Regions from separate parts of the Ovis aries genome. Here region 2 is linked to region 1. The links are chromatin contacts, called in public Hi-C maps. All regions are on one chromosome and are shown on one strand. The core of a region is the stretch at or near the end of the contact, and the rest is flanking DNA. Distances in the headings are between cores, read along the strand shown. Region 1 holds the start of HOMER1 (homer scaffold protein 1). Region 2 has its middle 120 kb from the start of MTX3.

The links. A called contact is a pair of places that touch in the nucleus more often than the background predicts.
Region 2: a Hi-C map of liver shows a contact between it and region 1, with 3 times the contacts expected there. The contact joins the enhancer-like site here to the promoter of HOMER1 in region 1. A contact is called at or near these places in 4 of 16 Hi-C or Micro-C datasets (blood, liver and tail adipose tissue).

Annotation. Positions count from the first base shown.
Region 1 is chr7:10,527,800-10,532,952 of ARS-UI_Ramb_v3.0, forward strand. It overlaps HOMER1 (homer scaffold protein 1), which reads right to left and starts at 2,957. Exons shown (of 9, transcript XM_060418526.1): 1 at 2,673-2,957. The coding sequence starts at 2,815.
Region 2 is chr7:10,805,241-10,810,464 of ARS-UI_Ramb_v3.0, forward strand. No RefSeq gene overlaps it. Among named protein-coding and RNA genes, the nearest start is that of MTX3, 120 kb to the right of the region's middle. Within about 2 kb of position 2,616, at least 3 of the 54 cell types and tissues checked have an H3K27ac peak or open chromatin away from gene starts, as enhancers often do. A contact at or near this core is called in liver, where this site is marked.

The DNA.
Region 1 (5,153 bases), core at 1,707-4,206:
GCACTTCAGAGATGAAAGATTACATTTCCTTCGTTTGTCCATTCCCACACCTGTTAAAATGCCTGGATGATGGCTGAATATAGAGAAAACCATAATTGCTATTAAAATTTTTCTGGATATTTAGCAGTATGCAAAACAAATCTCATGCAGACACACAAAACAAGAAAATCTCAGTCTGTGAAGTCTGTGTGGTTGCACGCCATTAAATAATTTTCCCCTTGTGGTTTTTAAACTGGGCAAGCCACACACTTAAACACAAACATACATTTGAAAAGCAAGATGATTTCACAAAAGTTATGGTTTCCTTTTACACATGAAAGCATGCACATGAGAGAAAAATTTCTTCAAGACTATTTGCAAAAATAGTTTGGTTCTAGATTGTCTCTTTGAAATCTTCAAAACTAGTTATAAATGTAGTATAAGAGAGGAAATTGTTCTTTCGGTATCCTGTGACTGCTTCAGCTGGTTCAATAGACTTTCATTATAGGCAAAGATTCACAATATAAAATGTCTTTTGGAATTTGGAAGTTAGGTTCCATAAATTCACTGTCTCTTCTGCAATATCATATGAAAATGTAAATATAGGAGAATTAAATAATATCTCTTTCTAAAAGAATAAAGATTAAAATAGAAAATGAAAGCTCATATCCTCTAGTAAGTATTTACCACAAGTTCCTAGAAGCCTCCTAGGAAATCTGAGATCCAGGATCCATACTGCTTATAATAAAGAATATTGTAAACACCAATATGTTTATAATTTAAACATATGAAATCACATCTAATCATTTGAGAATGGCATAAATAAACTTCAAACTTTAATTTAAAATACAGTTACTTAAGAAACCAGTCAATAGATAGCATAAGCTTAAGTTTTGCTTTAATTCAAGCTAAATAAGTAACACTTTTAACAGCTAAAATTACATACATTGGTGGATTTGAAAAGCTGAAGAAATTGACTGCTAGGTGAGTTACAACATAATATAATAGAGCTATACTTGTTTTCAACTAATTTTAATTAAAGACTATTCAACATAATTATTTTGCTTTTATTCTTGCAAAAAAACAGTGAACTGTTTACATTATGTTGCATAAATGTATTTGCTTCTACTTGTATAATTGTGCTACGACACAGCACTCCTAGGTTCTGGTGTTTACATATATGCAAAACATTTTATACTGTGTACAGTGACATTCACTTCATAGAATTATAATGAGGGATGACAGTGTGTAGAAAGCAAAATAAAAAAGCAAGGATACATTTGTTGATTTCGAGTTGATCCCATGTAACTCTTAAAAACTTTGAGTCAAAAAGATTTTAGAGTGAACAGTAAATAAGCATGAATAGCCACAAGGTTATTAGTGTTCGAAGAATGGGTTACAAATATGCCATGATGCAAAGACTACAGTTCTTTAGAATAAACGCAGGTAAGTTACTCTACATTTTTTCACACTCGGTGTTTCAAACAAGAGAAATTTTATAAGAAAATTAGTGTTCATGTAATTCCAGAAATTTCCCTCATATTAAAATTTCCTGATCAGCCAAAAAAGGCACTTCACATAAAAGAAAGCTATTGAAATGTTTTCCTCAAATACAGTTCAGTGAACATTTGTTCTTTGTTGACTTTATTACACAAGTGCTCACATGAAGAAAAATATCGATCCTGTCCTGCTGAGCAGGGGTCATAAAAGATACTCAAATAATCGCAACGCAGAGTGATGAGTGCAGTTATGAGTGCCTGTATTGTTGCAGGAGTAGCAGAGGAAGTAGTGGACGCCTGGGTTTTTAGGGATGACTAGGAGCACAACGGGAAGATAAGGGGCGGAAAAGGGTGCCTCCTACCATCTGTCTCATTGTTCAGTCACGAAATAAAATATATTATAATTCTATAATAATTTTGAAGGAACTAATAATAAATCAAAAAATTTTTACGAGTACAAATCACCTTAGCATTAAAATCAATTATTGTAAGTCATTTTGATTCAACAAAAGAGACTTTTAAATCTGCATATTTGAAAGTTCTATCGAAAAAGTTGGTCAAAATAAAAAGGCACCTCCTAACTTGCAGACAGGTGGAAGAGGGAAATAAAGGCACAGACTCAGGTGCCAGACTGCCAAAGTTTGATCTCAGGCTCTGCCTTTGACTTGCTGTGTGAGTAACGTGTGTGTGGGAAGTTACTTAACCTCATGACCCCTCAGTTTAGTAAAACAGGGATGATAATTACTGTCGCTGATGACTGGTTCAAAACCAACCTGCTATTCTATCTAAGGGGCTGAATTTTCCTTGATAAAAGTCCCAGGAAAGAACACCCAGGACTTTCACCTTGGTCTCTGACCAGTGATTCCAAATTTGTTGAGTTGAATCCATTCAGCAGAAACCATGATCAATGAGTCAGCTGGGAAGGGAATCCACCTCTTTTCTGCTTGCTGCACAAATGCTGAAGGACTGTTTCATAGACTCTCTTGGTACTGAGGGCAAGTTTCCCAATATGGGAAGTAAGCCTGAAGCCACTTAAACTCTCACACACACACACCATATATATATTTTCCTCCCACCAGAGAGAAGGAAGATTAACCAAACCGTTCTAAAGTCAGCTAATAAAGCACAAGCATATCAAAATGAAACTCTGCCATAAAGAAGCAAAACTCAGCATTAGAATTCTGACAAACTTACCTGCTGCTGCTGCTGCTGCTGCTGCTAAGTCGCTTCAGTCGTGTTCGACTCTGTGCGATCCCATAGACGGCAGCCCTTCCCCGTCCCTGGGATTCTCCAGGCAAGAACACTGGAGTGGGTCGCCATTTCTTTCTCCAATGCATGAAAGTGAAAAGTGAAAGTGAAGTCGCTCAGTCATGTCTGACTCTGTGCAACCCCATGGACTGCAGCCCAGCAGGCTCCCCCCCGACCATGGGAGTTTCCAGGCAAGAGTACCTAGCAGGTAACGAAAGCAAAATGCCCAGTGAGATTTCCGGGCACTGTGTCCTGCCCTGTCACTGACCTTGACACATTAATAACACAGACCTCAGTGGGACTGCCAGACTACATCATTATCTCTGCACACAATTTAATACGGACAAGGGACTTCCCCGGTGGTCTAATAGTTAAGAATTGGCCTTCCGATGCAGGGGACGAAGTTCGATCCCTGATTGGGGAACTAAGATCCCACAAGCCACGGGGCAACTAAGCCTGCTTCAGGCAGTTAGAGAAGCCGGTGTCTTGCAGCTACTGAGCCTGCACCCTCTAGAGTCCTTACTCCACAGCAAGACAAAGAGTAGCCCCTACTCCCTGCAACTAGAGGAAGCCACAGGTAGCAACGAATACCCGGCGCAGCCTATACATGTGTGTGTGTGAGAGAAACGTGGCAGAGCAGCCAGGAGTCACCAACAGCCACTTGCAGGCGTAGCATAGCACACTGGTAGCTCCTTTCTGCTTCTTGAATGCTATTGTCAGAATGAGAATAGTAGCTAAGATTAACTGAGCACTTGATATATGATACTCATTTTGCTAAAACCTTTTTCCATATTGCCTCATTTAGTCTTCAGTCCCACGTAAAAAGCACCATTGTTATACCTATTTTACAGAGGAGGAAATTAAGGCACAAACTTGTTGCGAAGGCCATATAATTTTTAAGGTCCCGTCATTTTTGAATGGAGGATCTAACCCGAAAGGACACACATACCTTTTGCCCTCTACTACAATCGTCTCCACTGTCTAATCCCAGAGGACACACATACATTTTGCCCTTTACTGCAATCTTCTCCAATCTCTGGAAGGAAAGAAAGATTTTTCTATTGTGAGCGAAGGACAAGATGTGAGTAAGTTTAAAAGCAAACACCACTGGTTTTAGGCAAACGTATAAAAAAAGATCTATTTCTCTTTGGTTCCTGTCTGCTTCCATTTCTAAAGCTTTCTCCTACACTGTTTTGTTTCTTTTCTGATTTGGAGTGCAAATTTAATACTGTTGATTCTGTTATAAAGTTTGGTATTGCAAAATAATATTTGATTTTCTAATCATGATCACAAGTCTCTAATTTCTCGTGTGTTTTATACCAGATTCCTTACTGCCCTTCCCTCCTGTCACTGGTGACAGACTCTGGTGCTGGTTAGCAGAGAAAGGCAATCTTCCTGCCACCCCAGATGGGCCTTAACACCAGTCCCTTCTTCGATTTTTCAATGCTCAGCAACAGCCTTCTTGGCTCATCTCCAAAATTTCCTGAGAACATAACATTGTTGTGAGGGACTCTGTGTCAAGTGTATCAGGCTTTAGGCTTGTTTCTCGTTACTGACAGGTAAATTTGTATGGATGAATTATCTAAAATCCTGGCCTCTAAAGACTTTAAGTTACAGTGACAACCTACATGGTCTTGAGTTCATAGCTGGGTACAGCTTCTTAGAAACAGAATTCTTGGGCAAAATGACTGCAGTGTATTCTGATTTTCAGACCCACATGTTTGACGATCACGTAAAATTAGAGCTTAAAAGATCACTCCGTCCAAGGCTTTTAGAGATGAGGAAATGAAAACCCTGGGAAGTTAAGAACTATCCTATAGTCACACGACTTATTAAAGCTTGTACCAAATTAGGAACGAGATCATCTTATCATAGCTCTTCTAGTAAACAAACAACAAGACTGAAAGCAATATGGTGCAGAAGGACCACCTGCCTAGGAACAAGGAGAGCTGGGGGTTAGCTGATTCTTCCACTACGTGACTTTAAACTAGTAACTTCTCTGGACCAATTTCTTCAACTATAAACTGATGGATTTGGTCCAGTAAGATAGTCATTATTTACAGATGTGGTTACTGAGCACAAGTTCAAATTAAAATTATCTGTAAGTATAAAATATCTGTATAATTTCAAAGACTTAGTACTATAAAATGTAAAATATCTCATAATATCACTTTTACATTAATGACATGTTGAATACTAATATTTTTAATATTTGGGATTAAATGAGATGTATTACTAAAATTATTTTTGTCTGTTTCTTTTCCTGTTTAAAACGTAGTTACTAGGAAATTTAAAATTACCTATGTGGTTTCCTTTATCTTTCTACTGGGCACACTACAATAGGAGATCTCTCAGGCGGTTTTTAGATCAGGAGTCAGCACGGTTTTTCTGTTGTTGTTTGCGAAAGGCCAAATAGTAAACATGTGA
Region 2 (5,224 bases), core at 1,366-3,865, 280 kb after region 1:
AACACCGGAGCTCTGAGCGCAGGCGATGGGCTGTGATCGCAGGAAAGGAACCCTGGACGGGAAGACGCCAGAGGTGCGGGTGGGGAAAGGATAATGGAGGAGAGAGTTCCCCGGAGAGCCACGGGGAAGGCGGGTGGGCGGGCCTCGGACACATGCAGAGACCGAGGCAGGCTGAGCCCCGGGCGGGAAGGAGGCCTGGAGAATGCGGATAAGAGCTCCCACTGAGAATGCGGATAAGAGCTCCGAGTGTTGATGAGGAGGGCGGGCTAGTTGGAGAGCTTTCATTTTCTCAGTTAAGAAAGAGGGGACTCACCTGTTGGGAGTGAGTGGGTTTCAGATTTTCCCTGTGGGGAAAAACGACGAGAGTAAAGCACCAACCAATCACTGAGTCATGCCAACTCCACCCACCCGGGGCCCTCCTCTCCTCTCCTGCCCTTTGCCTCAGCTGGGGCCTCATTAACGACACCAGTGGTGCGCAGGGCGGCAGTGGGAGTGCTTGTCAGACCTCCCACCCCAGGAGATGCCTCAAAGCGCCACCCACCCCAGCATCGCATCCAGAAGCTCCGGGGTGAGACCCGGGCACATGTGTTTGCAGCACACTTCACACCAGACTCTGAAATGCTACACCCCACCCATCTCCCACACATGGTTGAGAATGACTGAGTTAATGGGACTGATCCCCGGAGTCTGCGATGGGTGGGAGAACTGGAGTGGAATCCTGTGCAGAAACCAGGTGGGAGTCAAGTGACTGGGATTCCGGGAGCACGGCGTCTCCTGATGTTACATTCAGCCACACCAGAGTCAGTGACCACCGAGAGACTCAGGAGGTCTGTAAAACCTGAGCACAACTGAAGATAACCAGAGTTTTCTGAAATATCATGGCCATTGTTCTAAGGGCAAGGAATGAAAATGAGAGGGGGAAAAAAACCAAAACAATTATTGATGATGGAAAGACTCTGAAGGCCCGAAGGCGTCTTCAAAAGTGGCAGCAGTTTGTCGCAGCAGTGCCCTCTGCTGGTGACAGTCGGACTTGCCGCTGTATGACCACCGCATCCTTGACTTCTTGACCACACCCTGGAGTCGGCAGGTTAGCGAGGCTTCTAAGAAATTGTTGGTCAAGTTACAAACGATCATTAAATCCATACACACGACCCTTCAGGTATAAGCTGAGCTTTAAACTTCAGACTTGGCGATTTGCCAGTTAACTGTGTTCAAATAAAGATTAAAAACTGTCCAGGAAAAATGCTAAGATCCTGAAAAAAGTTTCTTTGGAAAATGTTTGATATGTGTATAATGGCGAGCCACGTGGAGACAAGCTACAGAGTTAGACATTTTTTCTGGAATGAATGAATTTTCTAAAAAGGCTTGGTAATTCTATGCTGTTAATAATAATAGTGTTTGTGTGTGTGTGCGCCCAGTTGTGTCTGCCTCTGTGATGCTGTACGCTGTCACCTGCCAGGCGCCTCTGTTCATGGGATTTTCCAGGAAAGAATATTGGAGTGGGTTGCCATTTCCTACTCCAGGAGATCTTCCTGTCCCAGGGATCGAACCAGCGTCTCTTCCGTCTCCTGCATTGCAGGCAGATTCTTTACCACTCAACATTTATTGGACATTGGCACCTTGTATGCATGACCTCAGTTAACTCTCACAACAGGCCAGAGTTCACAACAAGAACTGTTACCATTCATACTTGTGAGGTAACTGAGGCACAGATTACCTTGGGACCATGACTACGACCACAAAAGCTTGGCAGAGGAATTAAACCTAGAAGCATCATGTAGCCTTGTTAAGGTCATCCCAACTTCTTTATTGCATGTTCCAGAAAGGCATGTGTCAACATCATGGGTGCTTACTGAGTGTTCTTGTGATGGCCCTAGACAGGTGACTGGATGCCTCTGCTTCCCTGTGCTGACTCAGGGGCTCGGGGTCTTCCTGCCTTGTGGCTGCCCATTAGCTGGTTCTGGTCATTTTCCCTACATGTTTGGCCAGCTAGCAGGAGAGAAAAGAGCAAAGAGGAAGCACGTCAGCTTCAGTGGCAAGAACTAGACCCTTGGTCACACATGGATGCCAAGGGTGCTGGGAAATGCAGTTTCTGGCTGGCCAGCCACTTTCTAGCACCAGCTCTTCACTATGGGATGGGGAGCAGGGACCTGCGTGGTCAGCTGGCCATCTCTGCCCTTCCTGTAGTAAGGGTGACTCACTGACTCAGGTCACACCATTTCTCGGAGGATGATGGAAACTGATCCAAGGTGAGCACCAGCTTGATATCACGAGACTGGTGTCTGTAGCAATAAATCATTTGTGAGGTGCTTTTCCTGCTGACAGTATTTCCGTACCAATTATCTTCTTTCATCCTCACAGTCTTTGTTAAGGGGGTTAATTGCCTGTAGTTCCCAGATAGGAAAACCGAGGCTGAGCAGTCAGATGTTGTGCCCATATTCCCACAGCTGGGACTCAGGGTCTGCTCATTACCATGCCCTGAAAATAGCTGTGGCTGCTAAGCTTAGATGGAACTTGACCAAGATATTTCATGTTGAGGGGCAAGGAGTGGGCGGAGCTGTGAGCCGAAGCAGGAGATGTTCTCCATGGGCTGAATCAATATTACTCATGAAACGTTTTCCTGTATTATCGACCTTTACCAAAGGTCACAGACAACCAAAACCACGGCTTATGTTTCGCAACTTAACAGTCTACATTGCAGGTTTCATTTGCTATTGACAATTCTATGATGTTCTTGAGTATTGCTGATTTGGGGGGAGAGTTTAGGAGGGGTCTTCATGTTCCTCCCATCTGCCCCGTCTCTCCTGTGAGTTTTACCAGGGTCTCCGGTAACAATCTAGTCGTAAGAAGGGGTTCTCATTATTTTAATTCTCACCAAGCTATCCTTCTGTACTAGTTTAAACATTTAAAGTTTTAGTTTACGTTTTACTATGAAAATTTCAAGTATACAAAAGAGAAAAGTAATATGTAAACATACAGATACTCTACTGATGAAAAATACTAGCATTTTCCAAGTATCTTTCTGTTACTGATTTCTAGATTAACTCAACTATGTTCAGAGAATACAGCTGGCTTTCAATTTTTTACGTTTGCTAAGGTTTCTTTGTGGTGTGGAATATGATTTGTTGTGGTGAATGCTCCACGTGCGTTTGGAAAGAAGATGTATTGTGCCATTGGGTAAAGTGTTCCATAGAAATATCATTCAGGTCAAGATGGCTGGTCATGTTGTTGTTCTTCTGTGAGCTTGCTGGTCTTCTGGCTAATTGTTCTGGCTAATCTGTCTAATCTCAGTAATTGATTACTGAGAGAAGCGTGCAGACATCTCCACCTGTAACTGTGGCTCTATCTTTTCATTCCTTTGAGTGTTTGCTTCGCATATTTTGAAATTCTGTTGTTAGGGGTGTACACATTTAAGATTGCTATATCTTCTTGGCAAATTGAGCTCTTTGTTTTCATGAAATGTCCCTCTTTATCTCTGAAATAGTTCTTGCTCTGAATCTGCTTTGTCTGATGATAGTACAGCCAGTCCAGTACAGGATACTTTTCTCCATCCTTTTACTTGTAACCTATCTCTGCTTTTACGTTTAAAGTGGATTTCTCGTGTTTTGTTTTCCACCCTAATTTTTGTTCCTCTATTTTACATCTTCTGTTATGTTGCTTTCGGGCTTCGCTGATAGCTCAGTTGGTAACGAATCTGCCTGCAGTGCCGGAGACCCTGGTTTGATTCCTGGGTCTGGAAGATCCGCCAGTGAAGGGATAGATTACCCACTCCAGTGTTCTTAGGCTTCCCTTGTGTCTCAGCTGGTAAAGAACCTGCCAGCAATGCAGGAGACGTGGGTTCAATCCCTGGGTTGGGAAGATCCCCTGGAGAAGGAAACGGCTACCCACCCCAGTATTCTGGCCTGGAGAATTCCATGGACTGTTGCAAAGAGTCACACGTGACTTTCACTTTAGAGTGTTTGGATATTTAATATTATTGATTAACTTCAATTTGAATTAAAAGTATCCATTTCAGTTTTTCTGTTGGCTTCTTGCCTTTGACATTTTTGATTTTGTTTAGTTTTTTAGTTTTAGTGGTGCTTTGCTGCTAAGTCGCTTCAGTTGTGTCCGACTCTGTGCGACCCCATAGACGGCAGCCGACCAGGCTCCCCCGTCCCTGGGATTCTCCAGGCAAGAACACTGGAGTGGGTTGCCATTTCCTTCTCCAATGCATGAAAGTGAAAAGTGAAAATGAAGTCACTCAGTCCTGTCCGACTCTTAGCGACCCCATGGACTGCAGCCCACCAGGCTCCTCCATCCGTGGGAGTCTCCAGGCAAGAGTGCTGGAGTGGGGTGCCACTGTGGTGCTTTAGGACTTACCATATAAGCAATTTATATATATATGAATTATATATAGTATATAATTTTATCATATATAATATATGGACATTTTGTCTCAGTTCAGTTCAGTTACTCAGTCGTGTCCGACTCTCTGCGACCCCATGAATCGCAGCACGCCAGGCCTCCCTGTCCATCACCAACTCCCGGAGTTCACTCAGATTCACGTCCATTGAGTCAGTGATGCCATCCAGCCATCTCATCCTCGGTCGTCCCCTTCTCCTCCAGCCCCTGATCCCTCCTAGCATCAGAGTCTTTTCCAATGAGTCAACTCTTCGCATGAGGTGGCCAAAGTACTGGAGTTTCAGCTTCAGCATCATTCCTTCCAAAGAAATCCCAGGGCTGATCTCCTTCAGAATGGACTGGATCTCCTTGCAGTCCAAGGGACTCTCAAGAGTCTTCTCCAACACCACAGTTCAAAAGCATCAATTCTTTGGTGCTCAGCCCTCTTCACAGTCCAACTCTCACATCCATACATGACTACTGGAAAAACCATAGCCTTGACTAGACGGACCTTAGTCGGCAAAGTAATGTCTCTGCTTTTGAATATGCTGTCTAGGTTGGTCATAGCTTTTCTTCCAAGGAGTAAGCGTCTTTTAATTTCATGGCTGCAGTCACCATCTGCAGTGATTTTGGAGACCCAAAAATAAAGTCTGGCACTGTTTCCACTGTTTCCCCATCTATTTCCCATGAAGTGATGGGACTGGATCCCATGATCTTTGCTTTCTGAATGTTAAATTTTAAGCCAACTTTTCCACTCTCCTCTTTCACTTTCATCAAGAGGCTTTTAGTTCCTCTTCACTTTCTGCCATAAGGGTGGTGTCATCTGCATATCTGAGGTTATTGA